3 separate regions of the Zea mays genome follow, and all the other regions are linked to region 2. The links are chromatin contacts, called in public Hi-C maps. All regions are on one chromosome and are shown on one strand. Each heading gives the region's core, a stretch centred on a gene start, on an enhancer-like site or on the middle of the called end of the contact. The rest is flanking DNA. Distances are from core to core; before and after follow the strand shown.

The links. A called contact is a pair of places that touch in the nucleus more often than the background predicts.
Region 1: a contact with region 2 is called in a Hi-C map of ear, with 3 times the contacts expected there. The contact joins the promoter of LOC100285050 here to the promoter of LOC100281624 in region 2. A contact is called at or near these places in 6 of 25 Hi-C or Micro-C datasets (bundle sheath, ear, leaf and 1 more) and 2 of 3 datasets of contacts at active chromatin or transcription factors (leaf and seedling).
Region 3: a contact with region 2 is called in a Hi-C map of leaf, with 5 times the contacts expected there. The contact joins the enhancer-like site here to the promoter of LOC100281624 in region 2. A contact is called at or near these places in 14 of 25 Hi-C or Micro-C datasets (bundle sheath, ear, endosperm and 5 more) and 2 of 3 datasets of contacts at active chromatin or transcription factors (leaf and seedling).

What each region holds. Positions count from the first base shown.
Region 1 is chr6:143,393,143-143,397,478 of Zm-B73-REFERENCE-NAM-5.0, reverse strand. LOC100285050 (calmodulin binding protein) reads right to left here and starts at 1,349. Exons shown (of 9, transcript NM_001157945.1): 1 at 1,230-1,349; 2 at 11-524. The coding sequence starts at 508.
Region 2 is chr6:143,207,341-143,211,802 of Zm-B73-REFERENCE-NAM-5.0, reverse strand. LOC100281624 reads left to right here and starts at 2,597. Exons shown (of 1, transcript NM_001154543.2): 1 at 2,597-3,371. The coding sequence starts at 2,723. The coding sequence ends at 3,091.
Region 3 is chr6:143,362,607-143,366,987 of Zm-B73-REFERENCE-NAM-5.0, reverse strand. No RefSeq gene overlaps it. Among protein-coding and RNA genes, the nearest start is that of LOC100285050, 31 kb to the left of the region's middle. Within about 2 kb of position 2,652, at least 15 of the 20 cell types and tissues checked have an H3K27ac peak or open chromatin away from gene starts, as enhancers often do. A contact at or near this core is called in bundle sheath, ear, leaf and 2 more, where this site is marked.

The DNA.
Region 1 (4,336 bases), core at 100-2,599, 190 kb before region 2:
AGGTTGCTACCTTGGCCACCCTAGTCCTGGCGCGGGCCCAGCGCGACGCCGCCGTCTCGGGCTTGCCGCCGTTGAAGAAGGAGACGGAGCTGTGCTTGAGGGACGCGAAGTCCAGCGCCTTCCACCACAGCTCCTCGATGACCACGGCGCAGTCGGCGAGGTTCCGCCGCGTGCGGTAGCTCTTGTACACCTTCTGGAGCTTCACCGCCGCGGCGTCCAGCTCGCATTTGGGGCTGGACGACACCCGCGGGCTCGGGGTGGTCGTAGTCGGAGACGCCATGAACACCAACTCCGGAACGGAATCCCGCAGGCACTCGCTGGCCCTGCCGTCGTGGTCCATGGAAGCGACTACCGCCTCTGCCTCCCACAGCTTGAAGCTCAGCGACGGCATCAGCTTGCCGTTGGAAAAGCCGGTCCTCCTGTTCACTACCATGGTGCCGTCCTTGGCCCTCGGGCTGGAGATCTCTATGCCCAGAGCTTCAGCCCATTCGTTGCGGTACAATCCCATAAATTGAAGACTCGTCCTGGAAAAGGTCATTTTCAGAATCGCAAATTCAGGTTTAGCAGGTCGAATGAACAGAGACATCTGAAGCAACTTGCAAAGAACAGAGAGAGAACCGGCTGTGCTGAGTGCTGTGCTGTGCTCTGCTCTGGTGACAGAGTCAAAGTCAGAGAGAAGAATGAAGTGAACCAAACAAACACTGGCAACAAGCAGCCGGCGGAAACGACTCGAGGAGGTCAGGCCAAGGCAGACAAGGACTTCCACGGCGGCAACCACACCGGCCGGTGTAAACAAAAAGCTAGACGCGAAATATAGCAGCCATGCCTACAATTCTCTTCCTTGCAGTCGCAGCTCTTGCCATGGCAAAAAGAAGTCAGCGAGACTTAAAAAGATATGTTTTTTTTTTACTTTTAAAATTTTTATTATGCACGAAGGATGGGTGCATCAGAAAACGTGGAAGAAACAGCCTGAATTGCATTGAACCGGGGTAGGATTCATGAACCTGGGGGAAGGGAAGGAACACCCGGCTAGCGTACGTCATTGCTAATGAAACTTTTGGTTCAAGGCTCTTCACTATATAGCTTAGCTAGCAGGTAGAGGTCCCAGTATTGCATCCGCATCTAGCAGGTCGTAGACTAATCCCAGTCCTAATCAAGAACACAAGCCCCAAACTAATCTAATCCGAGAGCAGAAGCAAAGGACTGGACTGACTGATGATGCTCCTTACCTGGTGGTCTCGGTGTGGGAACGGCGCAACCTTCTCTGCTCTGAAATCTTGGGGAGAGAATGCTTCCGAAGAGGCTGGAGTTGCGATTTGGCTCTCGCTCTGCTGATGTTACTGCGACCTGACGAGCTGCCACTGCTCTCTCATATATATAACGAAATCTAGGACGGGACCCACACGCTGAATGGCCCAGCAATTCTCCCCAGAGATGTAGAAAACGGCAGCCGCAGCAGCAGCAGCCTGCGAGACGTTCCCCGTTCCCCAAGAAACGCTAGACTCTTCGGTCATTGCTGAAGTTGCAACGCGCTGCTTGCGCTTGCAGCTTTCAACTGGTTGAGTTGAACGTTCTTCCGGTTTACACCTTGCCCAACCACTCTTTTTAATACACACCCTTTTGTTGTGAAGACTTTCATTCCAGAGCAGGGGTGGGGCTCAAGCCCTACCAAAGCCCTCTCTAAAATTTAAGATATATAATATGTATTTTATGATTATATTGTTCATTGATGTTTTAATATAATGTCACTTTAAAGTATTACATACGTGAGTGATTTAGTGAGATTATATCTAATATAACAGTTTACTTTAGCCCCTCCTATAATTTTGTCTGGATCGGATCCTTCACTGATTTCAGGACAGGGGAACATACATGTAGAAGTGGTCATAATTCCTTTTTTTATCTTTTAGTAGTTACTCCAGCGTACAAGGTTCTAACTAGCTAGTTGACCGTGCTTTGCTACGGTTTTTATATATCATATAAATAAGTATTAATATATTTATTTAAATATAATTATTGTTTATTTCTAAACACTAAAGTACGTGTGGTCTGGTGGTTAGACCCAAATTCCAGAGTTGGGGGTAGCTGCACTTTTTTGCGCGGCGTGGTAGCTGCGTGAGTACGGTCGGGTGTTGAGCAGGCGCAGATGCTGACTGTGTAGGCGCTTGGATCCACAGCAGTAGTGTAGTATAGATAAATAGATATTGAGATATTTATAAACACTAAGGTATGTGGGGTTTGGTCGTTATCCCAAATGTTTGGAGCAAGGCGGTATGGATTCGAGTGCTCGCTTTGCACTATTTTTTGCACGTTGTGGTAGCACGGAGGGTGAAGTCGTGGTATCATCAGGTGCCTTAATAGATTATATAGATATAGAAGATCATCATGTAATGCCAAAATTTGGTTACTAGTGCTCTCCGTTTTTGAGCTCATATATAAAACATTCTTTATGAAAGGTTTGAATATCAAGCACTCCATGTGTGTATAGCCCTTTTGATGAGTAGGAATGGAGATTTTCGTAAAGCATTTTATCTAACCTTGTAAAATAGTTATCTAGTGTATGTTTGGAAGCACTAATTTTTTAAGAAACTAGGGTACTTCCAAATAGACCAATTTATGCTTCAATTTTTAGAAATTGAATAGACAGTTTCTAAGAAACCAAGAAGATACCTTCCTGAGCTAAAATCAGTTTTGCCCGACAAATTACGTATTGCCCTTAGTTGGTTTGATGGAAATTACGATGATTGCCACCACTCTCAGGCCTATGCATGCGATCTCCTCGATGCCTTCTCTACCCATTTTGAATGTTTATTTAATATTTGAAAATTTTGAATTAAAAATATGAGTTCAATATATATTTAACATTAGTAGCAAAGAAAAATGAACGGAATAATTGAATCATTTACTTTTAAAATAGAGTAAAGGTAGACTTACCTTTTTTTTAAAAAAAAAAAGCTAGAAACTAGTTTCAAGAAACTAGGTTCCAAACCGGTATACTCATTTCTCTCTCTCAATAAATCAGTTTTTAGAAACTAGGGATAAAACCAAATTCTTAGAAACCGTGGTACTTCAAATAAGCTCTAAATATTGTCATGCATCTTCTATTTCTGGAGATTTCTTGCTAGTTAAAGATAGAAAACGAGTATAACTCTCTGGAATTCAAACAAGCTAGAAAAACTTTTAGAGAGTAAAAATATACAGAAGACGATTTTTATGTAAACAACTGTTCAAACGATGATTTAGGTTTGAAATTTAGCACATCAATGTGATGGTTCTGAGGGAAACAAGTCGGTTCGTGACTTTATAGCTTGCCGGTGGTTCCACACGGTACTGTTACACTGTTACGTGAACCAAAACACGCTTTAAGTTGTCCAATCGTTAGTCCGGCACACATGCTGACATGCATGTTTCAGTTAGCGCCTAATATATCCAGCATTTTGCTCCTTGGTCTGTGGAGCCCTAGGATATTTTCAGAATCTACCTTACCACGAGGATTCTTCAAAGAGAACTCTTTCACTTGGGTAGGTGTTTGGGACTGTTTCATTTTTAATTTAAATAATAAATAAAACGACCTGTATAAATGTCTTCTAAAGGTTCATAACAACATCTCCACGATTTTCTGGACTATCTAATGACCTCCTGCACCAACTTCACTAATTTTTATGGAGCTAGAGTAGTCCCAAACAACCACGGATTAGGAGCAAACTTTTAAAAAAATAAATTCATCATATTATTGTTGACAATTGTTTCTCAATAAAAAGAATTTAACTATTTATCCCCAATAGACATGACATCAATAATATTCTAATTATACAACTCACCATTTTTAGAGAAAAAAATGCTAGTAGAATCGACTCTGTTTAGGTTCAGGCGATTAAATGTGAAAAATATATTCAGTCCGTCCTAAAATATATTTCGTTTTAGATTAATTATATATTTATTAAGGAATATATAAATGTTGTTTGTATGTATACGTCTATATTTATTATCATTTGAACGAAAGTAGACGGAAAAAAGTGTGCCAGAAAGAATGATATTTTGGCATATGGAGGGAGTACTCCGTATATCTTAAACTGCAATGCAACAGAAACACTTTTCGGACAATAATTGAAGACAGAGGCAACAGGCAGGCACCACAGCCGAACCTTAAAACCACTGCGTTCTTTTTAGACAAATTAAAACAGACTTTGAAGTAGTAGTACTGTTTGATTGCACGTGTGCCAAATTTTAGATAAAGATTCTTCAAAAGTAGAGAAAAAGGGCCTAATGACCTTTCAGTACGTTTCTTTTTCTCTCTCGATCGAATTCCGACCCATAGAACATCAGCAAGTTAATG
Region 2 (4,462 bases), core at 1,348-3,847:
CAATTTTGCATAGAAATGGAGTTAGGGATAGGTACCCTAAGGTTGAGGGGATGAGAGGAGCATGGCTTTGGTCTCCTAGGTCCTCTAGCCACCCATAGGCAACTGAGGATAAGGATCTATTCTCAACCCAAGGATGGAGACCATAAGGAGATGTGTGCGTTTTTGAGAGAACTAGAAAAAAGAGAGGGAGGAGAGAGATAGAGAGAGAGAGAGAGAGAGAGAGAGAATACACTCGCGGAAGCAGAGCCACAAGCTTTTAGGAAGAGGCAAGTATCTCCCAAGCCATAAAAAGGATAATAAATGTGTCAGATTAAAATAGTGGCAATCGACATTACCGGGTGACACCCGACATTGTCGGGGTCTCGCACTATTGCGCCTAGAACAATACTATCGTTGCCCATATGCTTTGCGAAAAATAAATTCTCGACATTACCGGGTGACACCCGACATTGTCTGGGTCTCGCACTGTTGCGCCTAGAACAACACTGTTGTTGCCCATATGCTTTGAGAAAAATAAATTGGATTGTTCCAACAACACTAATATACATAAATATTTATCAAGCACATATTCTGCTCATAAAAGTTTTAAAAGAAATAGAATAGGAGCAAAAATGTAACATTAATTGAATCATATGGGCATGATCACATTTAAATTTTATTTTTATTATGGTAGACCATCAACCAGATTATGTGAGATTTCAAGCAACGTTTCAAAAATCAAGAATGTTTAGTTCACTCATCAATTTGCAAAACATTTAATCATCAAGAGACTTTGTGAAGATATTGGCTAGTTGTTTTTTGGTTCATACATGATGGATTATGATTTCACCTTTTGTTTCGTGATCTCTAAAGAAGTGATGGCATATTTCTATATGTTTAGTTCTTGAGTGGATAATTGGATTGTTGGTTAGATTTATGGCACTTTAGTTGACACATAGGAATGGGATTTTGGTGGAGTGACATCCAAATAACTAAATGTTTGTCACATCTAAAGAAGTTGTGTAATAAAGTGCTCAGTTCTTAAACAATTTCAGCAAGTTCTCTTTTTCTTGTTTGGAAACCTCCTTTTCACATCCTTGTATCCTTCCTTATTTGGCCCTTTACAATATCACTTCACAATTAAGGTAATATCGCCAATCTCTTCAAATTGCTCTTCATCACTTTCACTTATGAGGTGTTGGTTTGAGGAATCACTATATCCAAAATGAAATGATGCATCATGTGTCCATTCCTCAAATTTAGTGGGATGACTCCATTCCATATATTAGTACTAAATAACTAACTATGAGGAATGAGGTGGTGATGGATTAACTCATTCCATTCCACAAACCAAACAAAAAAATGAGGAGTGAGAAGATAATGGACTAACTCATTCCTCAAACCAAACACCCCATTAATGAGGATGTTGATTCTAGCCTTTCTTTAGTCTTTGCGTGCACTTCCACCCTACTAGATGATGGTTCTTTCTTGGTTTTTGTCTTGTTATTGATGGATTGCTTGGTAGTATTGTTGGCCCTTAAAGCTATAGATTATGGGCCATGACTAGGCTAGCCTGATCAAGGCTACATGAAAATAGTTTGCCATAATCTATAGCAACAAGGATGACTGTAGCATAAATTTAGAGAAATTCGATGAGGTTGATGGTCCCATTGTGTTTCTCTAGAAGGTGAAGGCAAAACTATTTTGTCCATTCAACCTGATAAAGAACGGAGAATAGTGACATGCAGCGGACACCAATTGGGTGCCCTAGGTTCGATGCTACGCCCCCCGGTAAAAGTGCTTTAAACTGGCGCCATGTTTCTCTGGTCCTATGATTAAGCTCCGAAGTCTTGGAGGAGCTTCAAGCGATAGAAGCCAAGGATACTATCGACAAGGAATGATACCATCATGTTTCCATGTTGGTTTTAGTTGCATTTCCCGAAATATGAAGTAATCTAGGGTTACCTCTAGCCATCAAAATGAACTTGGTGACATGACGTCGTCATTGCTTGGTGACCACCTTGCCAGTGTCTATCCCACCGTATTTGCCAGTGTCTATCCCGCCGTATGGCAACTGCAGGGAGCCCTAGAACTTGCCGTTGCATACATCCGTTCTTTTCTAACTTTCGTATACCTGCTATCCTAAAAATAATAATAACTCATAGTACAATCTAAATAGTGGGATATGAATTCAGACAATAGAAGCACTATTGGTCATTGTATCAATTTTAGCGCTAATTAAGGGTACGTTTAATTAGAGAGTCAACTAAAATAAAATAGTTCTATTCTAATTTTGTTTTAGAATGAAGCCGTTCTATTACCGGCCAGATCAATCGGCCACCCGCGGGTCGAGGTTGCTCGCGCAGCCGAGGATCCCTACGCTACGCACGCTATTCTTTTTGGTGAGCGCGCGTCGGTATCGCTATATGAGCCCCACGCGCACCGAAGCGAGGAGAGGGGTCGCACTTTGCTTCAAGTCCCTTCCCTTCCCGCTCATCCACCACGTGACGCCATCTGGGCCCCACCGTTGGGCGTCGCCTTCCGCCTGACGTCACTCCTCCATGTGCGGCAGCTCCTATATATACGGGCCTCCCCCACGTCCTCCGGCCCGGATCTTGACGGCGACCACGCTACCAGGCACTGACGCCGTGAACTAGTTAGTCATAGCCCCCCCCCTGAAATCCCAGTCTCCCAAGTCCCAACCAAGGAGCCTTGTGCCCATCCCATCCGTCGTCGTCTGGACATGCAGGGAGGTGTGAGCTGCGTCGGCGGGCGGCTGGGCCTGACCATCGACCCGGCTGGCGACGGGGAGGCCCCCGCGGAGCGCGTGGGGCGGTTGGTCCGCGAGAGCCCCGTGGTGATCTTCGCCTGGCGCGGGTGCTGCATGTGCCACGTGATGCGGCAGCTGCTGGCGGCCGTGGGCGCGCACGCGACGGTGATCGAGCTGGAGGAGGCCGCCGAGGAGGCCGCGGCGTCGGCCGCCGCCGCCGCCGCCGTGCCGGCGCTGTTCGTGGGCGGCGCGCCCGTGGGCGGGCTGGACGGGCTCATGGGGCTCCACCTCAGCGGCCTCCTAGTCCCGCGGCTCCGGGAGGTCGGCGCGCTCTGCGGCTAGGCCGGGCCGGGGCGGCGTCGTCACTTGCTGGTGGTCTGGTCTCTCTGTCGATACACGGGTACGGTACGTTACGTTACGTAATTTAGGGGAAGCTGAGGGGGGTTGGAGCGAAATGGCCGTGTGACGTTTGTATACAGACGTCGTTGCTAGTTCTGTCTGTGCTTTGCTTTGCTGTGTGGCGCTGGGGCCGGGTGAGGTGGTTGGCTAAAGTTGAAGACCTATGTGAGAAATGCCTGGGTGTAACTGTAATTAATACGTTTGTCCTGCACGAGTTTGTTAACTGCGTCCCTGGTTCTCCTCTGCTTTTGCTTGGCTGGTGGTATAACCATGTGATTATTGCACAATTTCCCCCACGCTATATATTCGTATTGTATGTATGCATGCGTGTATTCGACTGCAATATAGTCGAAAGGGATAGAAGAATTGAATTCAAAATGTAAAAGTGTACTCTGGTCCTACTTGTAGTTGGAGTGACCATCGGCGAGCGAGCGAGATAAGCTATTAAACGAGGAGGGTGAATGGGTGCCGTAGACGTCACTGGATCGACTCAGCATATATGCAATGCAACGCTAGCTCAAGGCAGGTAGGTAATTTGTCTACGTCTGTCTCCCTGCAAAACTGAACCTGTTTTATGTGTAGCCAAAGCACACGAAGGCATCATCCGCGCGTGCAAATTGAACCTGTCCATTTTTTTTGGCCGCGCCCAATCTTACAAGGAATCGGTCGGCTGGAGTGGCCCAATACCCAAAGATAAGGCCATGTACAGTAGGAAGACATCAAAACGATTCTCTAAGCAAAAGAGACAATTAATAGATTATATTATAAAATGAAGTGTCTATAAATGTAGCGCACTAATAAATATAAAATTAAATATGCTTGTATAGCATCTACCTTAAACACCAATGTACATGCTCTAAGTGCCTTGCGCTCACTTAACTAGGGCTAAAAATTAATAACCTTACAGCAATTCTAATAAGTAGATTAACTATTAGCCAAACACAGGACTACTATATCGGTTCTTTATATATGCATTCGAAGACTGTGTTCACATACAATTAGGGCATGTAATCGGATCGAATATGGACAGATATATCACTGAAACCATATTTGTTTTTATATTTTTATTCGAATTCGAATACGAATACAAATACATATGTTCTCATATACATATACGGATAGTCGTGTGTCGAATACGGAACTAGTTGGACACGGGTAGCATCAATAAAAAAATCGGATATCGTGTAAGACATCGCCACACATATCATAGTTCTTGTAATCATTTAGCTCTTCCTTAAATCCCAACATTTTTTTAGTATTATATGTGGACATATGCTACACCTCCATAAAATTCCATGAATTTCTAATGCTATT
Region 3 (4,381 bases), core at 1,403-3,902, 160 kb before region 2:
AAAAATTAGAGATGTCAATGGGTAATTCCCCATCGGGTTATAGCATCCCAGACTCATCCCCATTATGTTTGATACATCCCCATACCCATACCTATATATACCCATCATGGGTACAAAACTCATCTCATACCCATCCCTATTCGGTTTCGGGTCCTCAATGGGTTCCCATCCCCAATTAAGGAATAACTAGATACTAACATCTAGCATAAACTATCCAGATTTCATATATCACCACATTGGCAAGCACTCATCCATGAACCATTATCCATTCATCCATCCATCAAAAAAGAAATCAGTACTTGGGACCAATATAAGAAATGGAGTCTGCTAGGTTTAATGGCCGACTCGGCCTCAACTCATTCATACAAACAGGACAGATGTACGCGTATGAAATACCCATGGGTAATCGGGTTCGGATTATTGCTTTCCAAACCCATACTCGTTTACCCAATGGGTGGAGATTTTGTCCCATATCCATATCCATGGGGACAATTTTTGTCCCATACCCGTACCCTAATAGGAGAATTCCCCATGAGTTATCGGGTATCGGGTCCCCATTGACATCTCTAGTAAAAATGCAGTAGGAGTCGCTGGGCGGTCAACGCAGATGACCCAAGCGTTTGCGTCACCTCGGCTGAAACGGACTGACAGGGTAGCGGAACTCGCTTTTAAGGTTTGATTGATGACGCCACATCGAGCTTGCGAGGACCGCCACCTCTGCGACACATTCCGGACACAAGACAGCTGTCCAAAGTGTGTGACACTAGCTATTACGTACGCCGACTGAGGTTTGGATTATAGTCTAATATAGATTATATAATTCAGCGTAAATAATTTAGTAGGTAAATAAATATCTAGGTTATAGCTTTATATCATAATAATCTCATAATCTCCTCAAGAGTACAAGATTATTTGAGATTGTTTTTGGTAAAAGATCCACTACACATGATTATTTTCATAAAATTACAACATCTGTCATTTTCCTTCTTTCCCCAAATCACACGCACGCACGGTATTGTTGTCTTTGCGTTTGTGTCTCAAAAATCAATAATCTTCATTCATATAATCTTGCCATCCAAACAGCTACATACAAATTATAATCTAGATTATATAAACTATAATATGAAACAAACATGTCCTAAGACTATCTCCAACAGATATTCTATTCCATCCTCTATCTCACTCCCTATTTCAAACTTCTCTATCTAAACAGTGTTAAACAGTGTCATCTACAGTTCCGCATCCCATATTTTACACAGTCTAAGGGTCTGTTTCTAAGACCAAAGTTTTTCAATATCACGGTTTTACGGTACTACAGTGTTTTTAATGCTATAGCAGAACTAGAGTACATGGCGAGACAAAAACTCCAGTCTAGACCAAAGTTTCTGCTAGAGTATTAGTAATACTATGGTTTTTGGTACAGAGATTTTAAAACCTTTGTCAAACATCTTCTGTATAAAATACCAAAGCATTGTCACACGCTTCTGATGCAATCTGGACAAACGCTCTCTTTATCTGAGAGCCCACCAGCCCAATACAATGTTGTTTAGATCTTTGGACTAAAGTTTAATCCGGATTATATTAGATGTTCATACGTCAATTCAGAAAACTAAATATGAGCTAGCCGAATAATTCATGGCCAATTCGTGAAACAAATCTTTAAATACAATCAATTCATAATTATCACATCTTCATGGATTAATTAGGATTAATAGGTGGTTTATCTCGCAAATTAGCTATGGCTTATATAGTTAGCTCTATAATTAGGTTGCATTTAGTTCTACTAATCCATATCCAAACATCGATGTGACTCAGACTGAAGTTTAGACCTAGGAATCCAATTAAACACCCTTTAATAGAGGGACAAGTGTTTGTTATTAGCCAAATTGCAAGAGCCCAGCAATAGAATATTTATCTTTTATTTCTCCATAAGAAACTTTTAATTAATATTTTTTATCAGGTTCTAAAAATAGCCAACTAAATCCTTTAATAGAGCTTCTCTGTACTAGTGTTAGAGCAACTCCAATAGTTATGCAAATTTTAGCTCTCTAAATCACATATTTAAGAAGTTGCTAAATGACTTTTGGAGTAAAAAAATGTGAGTTCTCCAATAGTTCTCTAAATATAGGTTGTAATTTTATTTTGTATTTATCCACATAAAAAAAAGTCACAAAAACTATATAATGCAGTCAACTTTTTTGTTTAGAGAGTTGTTAAATGGTTGCCAAATGTAAAGAGAAAATGAGGTTAGATGACAAGTTGTTAAATTTAGAAAGTTCATTTAGAGAACTGTTGGAGAATAGTTTTCATATTAACTACCTAAATTATTGATTTAGGAAGTCTTTTAAAGAACTACTGGAGTTGCTCTTACCTTTATATGAAAACTTCAATTTTTAAGTAAAACTTCCATTTTTAGAATATTTTCACTAATGATCGGAACGTTTTCTGGAAAGGCGCAATGACAGTTCAAACTATATTCTATTGGCAAGAAAAGTTTTCATAATCGAGGGGAAAGGAAGGATCTACATCGTTACTACATTACTTTTGTGTTGATGAACCCTATAATGGCATCAACATTTCTACGGTTCTACCTGCAAAGCCAGCATCAAGGGAAGCCCTCGGTCTCGGTCCCCACTAATGGCCCAACTGAGTAGACCTCAAACCTCTGATGGGCCTTGATTAATTCCAAACACCCCACCCTATAGATCGGCCTGCTTATGAAACGGGCTCATTCTTTTGGATCGGATTATTGGTTGTCACAACCTCCCTGCCGTTTACGTACTGAAACGCAGGGCCGTTTGGTTCTAGACTACTAAAGTTTAATTAGAAGACTAAAGTTTACTCTTTATCATAAGAGAACTAAAATACTCTTTATCATTCTCCCGCCGTTAGTGCAACTGAAATAAATGAGAGACAAAAACTAGAATTAATACGGTTTAGTTCTTTTTAGTCACCATTTGAAGAACTAGAGACTAAAATAGTTTAGTGCCTGTTTTAGTCTCACTGTTTGGCAATTTAGAAACTAAATGGAATTAAAATGAAGGGACTAAACCAAACGGGGCCTTAAATATGTAACATGTTTAGTCGTTCATTATACTGTTGGTCAATTGTTTTCAATTGCTGTATATAATAAAAACAAGGAAACACAATGTTAAAGGGTGGAAGCCTTCGTCCCTGAAGTATTATCCCTTCGGGATAACTCTTCAAGGACGAAGGTTGAATGCAGTTGAGCAAAATGCATGAAGTAAGACGAAGTGAGATATGAGAACTCATATCATATGCCTTAGGATATTATTTCTCTCTTCATACAATACAAGTTTACAATCATACATTCGCCTTCTTGATGCAAGATAGCACAAAGGTGTTTCGAAGTTCAGCTATATGAAGCTGTAGCACCTGGATAAAAGTACTTTATGTAGGATACTGTTCATATATTTATAGAGGAGATAAACCGACCTAGTATGGATTTACAACAATGCCCATCCATTTTTACATAAGTCATTTACAAACAGTATCGGAGCAATAATGTACTTTTCTTCTTTCTTAACTTCATGAGTTCCAGCCTTCGTCGCCTAGTTGCTTCATCTTTTCGGCTTATGGCCGAAACTGCTATCTTCGGCTACTATCCTTACCGCTTGCATTTAGATGGTGTTTTTGTATGCCGCTTTCCGTCGAAGCTTGGCTTGGTACTCCTGTAATAACATCTCTGAAATGCACTTGTCAATCGCCGAAGCTAGGTTTTAGACCAGTATTTTTTGAGATTCAAGTGATCGTCACGTATCAAGCTACTTTGCACACCTTCCCAACCGAAGGTTGGCTTCGTCCATTAGTAGTCATACTCCTCAAACACACTAACTTGTGCCGAAATAAGAGGTTAACTGGTTAAGCAAATGATCTTCGGTATAGGAGGTCCCAACATATACTATAATTAAATTAATTTGACTGGTAATAAACAAAAGTGTTTATCATATTAAACTAACGTGTATAAAAATGTACGTACACATGTACAACCCTATTTAATATGAGGTTTTATGAGAGATCTGTAAGGGGCTAAGTGAAAAAAAAATACAAAAGACAGGCTCTTCGCGACTCTCCATACATGTTGTCTTTTGGCTGCATTTATAATATGTCTCATGATTGTATCATACAATTTCTTAGTTGTTTCATGTATTTTAGAAATCGAACCGGCAGAGTCTCAGAATTGTACATGCCCTAAACTACATATGTACATTTCTATACTAATATTAAAGAGAAAAAGTTTTTGTCCTCTCAATTTTTCATCCACTCCCATAACTACCTAGATCATAGAGTTTGTTTTTGTATGTCATCCTGACTCATGATTCATATTAACAGGAGTTAGAATAAATCGTGCCTACCAATA